Regions from separate parts of the Drosophila melanogaster genome. Here region 1 is linked to region 2. A link is a contact called in public Hi-C data. All regions are on one chromosome and are shown on one strand. Each heading gives the region's core, a stretch centred on a gene start, on an enhancer-like site or on the middle of the called end of the contact. The rest is flanking DNA. Distances are from core to core; before and after follow the strand shown. Region 1 holds the start of pdgy (pudgy). Region 2 holds the start of lncRNA:SMRG (Scutellar Macrochaetes Regulatory Gene).

The links. Hi-C and Micro-C count contacts between places; a contact is called where the count stands out from the background.
Region 1: a Hi-C map of the Kc167 cell line shows a contact between it and region 2, with 2.6 times the contacts expected there. The contact joins the promoter of pdgy here to the promoter of lncRNA:SMRG in region 2. A contact is called at or near these places in 3 of 107 Hi-C or Micro-C datasets (the Kc167 cell line and eye imaginal disc).

What each region holds. Positions count from the first base shown.
Region 1 is chrX:14,951,955-14,954,869 of dm6, forward strand. pdgy (pudgy) reads right to left here and starts at 1,578. Exons shown (of 7, transcript NM_001298328.1): 1 at 1,559-1,578. It overlaps CG9030, which reads right to left. Exons shown (of 3, transcript NM_167422.3): 1 at 2,830-2,915; 2 at 2,594-2,767; 3 at 2,169-2,492. The coding sequence ends at 2,247. lncRNA:CR44831 (long non-coding RNA:CR44831) reads right to left here and starts at 1,743. Exons shown (of 1, transcript NR_123907.1): 1 at 391-1,743.
Region 2 is chrX:12,679,351-12,682,062 of dm6, forward strand. lncRNA:SMRG (Scutellar Macrochaetes Regulatory Gene) reads left to right here and starts at 1,337. Exons shown (of 1, transcript NR_167813.1): 1 at 1,337-2,712. It overlaps Tis11 (Tis11 zinc finger protein), which reads left to right. Exons shown (of 4, transcript NM_001272561.2): 4 at 1-2,712.

The DNA.
Region 1 (2,915 bases), core at 328-2,827, 2.3 Mb after region 2:
CCTAAAAAGACATTTCTTTAGGGTGATAATAGCTTCTTGGAGCATCATCCAGATTTTGGTAGAAGTGGAATATCTGGTGCAGAAATAAATGACCTTGAAGGGTAATTTAAACCTGATGTTTTCAATAGCATTGCACTTCCTTTCTGGAACTAAAACTTAAACATTAACCAGTGCATTCACCCTCTTGGTAAACTCAACACTCTGTTGCCACACGTTTCACCAGCTGGGGAAAATTCTGCGTTTGAAATGGACACTTGTGAGACGGCAATGCTATTCACGGTTTTTTATAAATATATATGTACATACATATATCTCATGTATGCAACGTAAGCGGAACTCAAGGCCAAAAAAGAGGCCCTCTACCTTTCTCCTCCCTCGACCACTCAAACACTCTTGCAAAGCGAGCTCTATGCAAATGAGTGCTCTCTTTCTCTTACATCGATCGCGTTACAGTTGCATTTGCATTGAGAGAAATTAAATGAAAAGGAGAGAGTTACAGTGGGCCTGATATCCAGTTTTATACAGTATAGCATATAGTTTGGTATTATATAGATGTGGGATACTTGTTATTCAATAGTTGATTGCATTTCGAACTTATCTTATGTACACTCGCATGTAATGTGCTTTTTTTATTCGCATAACATTTCAAACAGCATTTTTAATGCACCACACACACTATATCTCGCTCTTGCTCTGCCCCCCGCCCACATCTACAGTTGAGCTCACAATTATAGCACCACAGGCTTATTAATTGTGAATATTGAAAGTATAATGGCTAATTAAATTAGTAAACGTGCTATAATGGATCACTAATGTATTATCTGTTAAGTTTGGTATAACCAGTCTTAAATATAAATCATGTTTCTATGATAGAGATCTTCGAAATGTTAACGTTTCGGATCATTTTTTTTTTTAAATAAAGCGTAAAGAACTACGTGGGGCTTTAAAGGTTATTTTAAAAACTAAATGATAAGATCTACTTATGTAAATAATAAAAGATACTGACTTCGTTTGTCTCAACTTTCTCTTGAGACTTATAAAGAAGCCCAACGATCAATAAGTAATTTCTGTGTAATGCCAAGAGAAGATTTTATGATATTTTGCGTACAGATGTTGGATATGCTAAAAGTTCGAACTAGCCTGTGCGGGAGCATGCAAAATGTGTGCGTTTCGCGCAAACGAGTCGTCGTACTTTCTTGGTGCTGTTTTGTGTTGAACTTTGGACCCTGGCTCAGCCCCCTTCCCCTTATGACCGTTGAAAGCGGGACCAAAACAAACTCCAAAATGTTTATCTCAGCAAACCAGTTTTTCTCAACTTCATTAAGACGGTTGCATGTGAGTTTTTGGCTTCGTTTTTCGTTGCTTTTTTGTTTTATTATTATACGTCTGTTTTTCTTTTCATTTGCTGCAGCTCCAACTTGTTTATCTTGGCTATTTTCGAGCTTGGTTATGGGTGGGATTTAGATTTCAGAGGTGAACCCAACAGCCTTTTCAGTTGTTTTATCAGTTTTTAGTGGGGGGATTTGCCACAGGTTACAGTTTTTCGTCTATCACTCACGCAAACACCTGCGCACTAATTCGGTAATCTGTTGTGCTCAGTGTTCGCTGGGGAACTGCCACCAACTTGATGCTCTGTCCTAAAAAAAGGGTGCCGTGGAGCGCGGAGGTGGCGGGTCTGAACGTCTTTGCAACGTGCTCTCTTGAAAAGAGAGGTAGATGGTGAGCGAACACGCTGCTTGCGGGGGTGGGTTTAGACATCAGTAATGGTTATTTAGCCATTTTTTTTTTAATTCTATATTTTTATTTTTATTTTATAACAAATATTTAATAGATAGATAGAAAGTGACAGTATTACATTTTGTCATATTTCATGATTCCTAAAATCATGTTTAGTACCAATATTAATCATTACATATTATTAAATGGGTTTTTTAACCTCAAAAAGAAGCTTTCAATTCCTATTTAAAACAGATCTATTTATTAAGTTCCTCTAAGCCTAAGTTGTTCTTTAGGATAAAATGTGATCCATAAAGCTTAAAAACCAAAAGCTTTATAACAATTGAAGCGTTAATAACAATGTTGCACATGTGCGCTACCTGTTGGTCAATTGCCATTACTCGGCACAACATCCAGGTGGCGCTGTTTTTGTTAAATAATTAATTTTTTTTATTACATTTTGTTAATATGAGAAAAATACAGTACGACGTAAAATGTAGTTAAATATTATTTTCACTTATTTTGACAATTTATGGGGCATATCTTTCCATTGACCACCAAACAACATCCTGATAACCGTAAAATTCGATCAGTTGCCTGAGAGTCGACCGCACAGAAAGGACACAGTACAAGTTGATAACCGGGATCAAAGTCTTGAACAAGAAGCCGTTGCCTATAGTCCTGTTCACTAAGGCATCTGACAGCACCAATAATATATCGATGGATGTAATGGTGGCATAAATCACAAACCATGGACCAATGTAATGCGGCTTGAGCTGGATTCAAATAATGTTTACAATATATTAATGGAATTCAAAGAAGTTTTTGAATAGATATCGTTTTTTTTTTTTTTGTATATGATATTTTTAGTACTCACGGTGGCCAAGGCGTATAGCAGTATTGTCCACGCCGTTAACATTAAAATGCATCCGATGATACGAAAGCGGCGCAATTGCTTGTATTTGAAATTCTTTACCTTCCTTAGCCGATGCGACTTCTTCAGATGCGCCTTCTTGAACAAAATGCTTATGAATTCTAGACAATTGTGAGTCTGTGTTGAGATAGGTGTAATAAATGCACATCTGAAATATAAAGCAATTTGCATATACGCACCGATCCAATGATACTAATGCCCAGAGCATAGTAGAACATGAGGGGGAATATCTGCTCGGAGAACCAAAACAATCTGCCTGCACGCT
Region 2 (2,712 bases), core at 87-2,586:
GTAACGACCAAACCATGGAAACTGAAAACAAAACTACTCTCGCAGTCCAATTTGAAACGCAAATATGCCAAGGCAAATGGATTTCCGGTGGCGTAACTTCGTTGCAGAATAAGTGTATATCAAGTATACGCCAAACACAGACACCCCTTAATTATGAACCGATCCTTGATATCAATTCTCTCATTGCTGTGACAGTCAAACGTAATCGTTATACAATAATCGTTATATGAGAAGGACCGAATTACGGACTACTACGGGACAATTAGTTAGATAGATACGTAAATGACAAACAAACAATCCAAGCAAACGATGATCTTAAACTATAACTAAATACTAAAAACTAAAAACTAACAAAAAGAAAACAAAAAAAAAAAAACATAGCTAGCATGAATGCTATAGCTAAACAAAACATTCTTATGAACTGGACAAGATACAAAGACGGAGATAACGAAAAGGACTATTTGGGAATCTTCAGCGAATGTTGCTCAAATCAAATCAACAAACCCCACGGCCAACGACGAATGTGAAAATCGTTCCTGCATTTATAGAAACTACTGCAGTGCATCCATTAGTAAAACCCATGCACACGCACACCTGTCGCTTTTGTTCAATACTTATACGGCACACACTTTGGATAGGTCTCATGTAAAAATTGATTACCGGCTGCTTGTATATATATATATAGATATGTATATATATATATATATATATATATGCATATTTGGCCACCACCTGTGTATATATAACTTTTGATGTGGATAAATAGAGAGCGAGATAGAGAGTTGGTCCGATGTCTTCCAATCCAAGCCAAGCCAAGCCAATTAATCAATCAATCAATCAATCGATCCAATTCATATGAGAACGATAGACGGACAGAAAGAAAGCTACGAAAATTCTTTAATTTATTATTTTTGCTAAAAAATTATGTAATAGAAAACGTTATGTACATACGAGAGTTAATATTTTGATAAAGATAATAAATTATAATTACCAATTACTCTATGATTACGTTTAAATGATGATCTTGAATGATATGAATATTATTGATGATATACCTCTGCAAATCGTGCAACTAATCACAACAACAAAAACAACAACCAACGAGCAACCAACAATTTTTCATTTTGAGAGGACATTTTTAATGGAATTTTGTCATTGATTTGATATATATATTTTTTGTTTGAATGACTACGATTTTTTTTGTACTCTTTAAAATCGATCTATGAAATGGAAATGCTGATTTTTAAACACCATAATTTATTTTCACATCTATTTACATAAAACATACCAGATATATTTTATATGCAATTAATGTTAATAATTTATGAAAACAACACATGCGACACACTCAGACACACACACACATACACACACACACACACACACATATTTTGACCATTGATAATTTTATGTTTTTTATATGGTATATGCGACAGATCATTTTGTTTATTATATATTATTTTTATTTAATTTATTTTACAACTTCTTCTTGATTTCTTCTATTTTTGGGTGCAGTTATATAATTTTAGTGTTATGAGAGAGCCTTTATTTATATAAAACTTATATAAAACCATATTATAATTATGCTTACGTCGATGATAATGAAGTAAATGCATATGTAATAAAAAAACGGAAAAAGGAAAGGAAAAACCTTAACAAAAAAAAGCTTATTTAAAATATTTATGTAGGGAAAACCATACGAATGTCGATCTTTGTATGCGTCGGTAAAATTGAAAGAAAAAGCGATTTATAAAAGGCCGGAAAGCGAAAAAAAAACAAAAAGCAATCTGAGTACAGTGTTAGAAATTTAAATACTAAACTAAACTGAGCAAACAAAATAGAAACTTAATACAAATATTTAAATTATTTTGTACACATTTTCTGACCTATTGAAATTTATATGTATAAATATGTAAACTGTAATCCGTATACAGCGACCTTTTTTTTTTTTGTGCAAATAATTTATATTGAAACAATTGCTGAAATGCAATTCAAATCAAACTAAATCAAATATATAATTACTCCTATTTATTATTATCTCTTTCACTAGGCGTATTTAAGTTACATTACGACCAACAGCAGCAAAAATTTTAAGCATGACTTAAAGCACAAAAAAAATACAAAAAACAAACAAACAAACGGCCGGTGAAAGAGCAAATTCCAAGTGTGTTTATCAATTTGTGTGCACCACAAACGAGGGGGGTAAATAATTCTCAAAGTGCCTTATCGTTAATATTATGTATAAATTAAATACACACAAACACAAATTATGTATAGTCTTGTGGAAATGGAAAAGGAAACGCAGAGACGGAGTGCAAAAGGCATATTAATTATTTATTATTATATTAAAGTCTATTTTATTATACTTTCGGCTTACTTTGATTTTTACTTCCCATCGCAAAAAAACCCATTGTTTTCGTACTCCAATACGTATTGCAATCGAAATTGAACCGATTGGAATGTTATGGCAGCGTGCAAAAGTTTACTGTAATACCTATATTTAACATACTTATATATAATATTTTGTTTTTTTGCTCTAATTAATTTTTTAAAAAGCCTAACTTAGACCTGAGCTTTGGTTATCATCATGATGATTATTCTTATATTTTTTTTTTTAACGCGTTCTTCCCTTTGTACAACAAACAAAGAAAAGCAAAACACAACTAAATTAAATCCGTGCCCCACACATGAAGCAAACGTGGCCTTATCGGA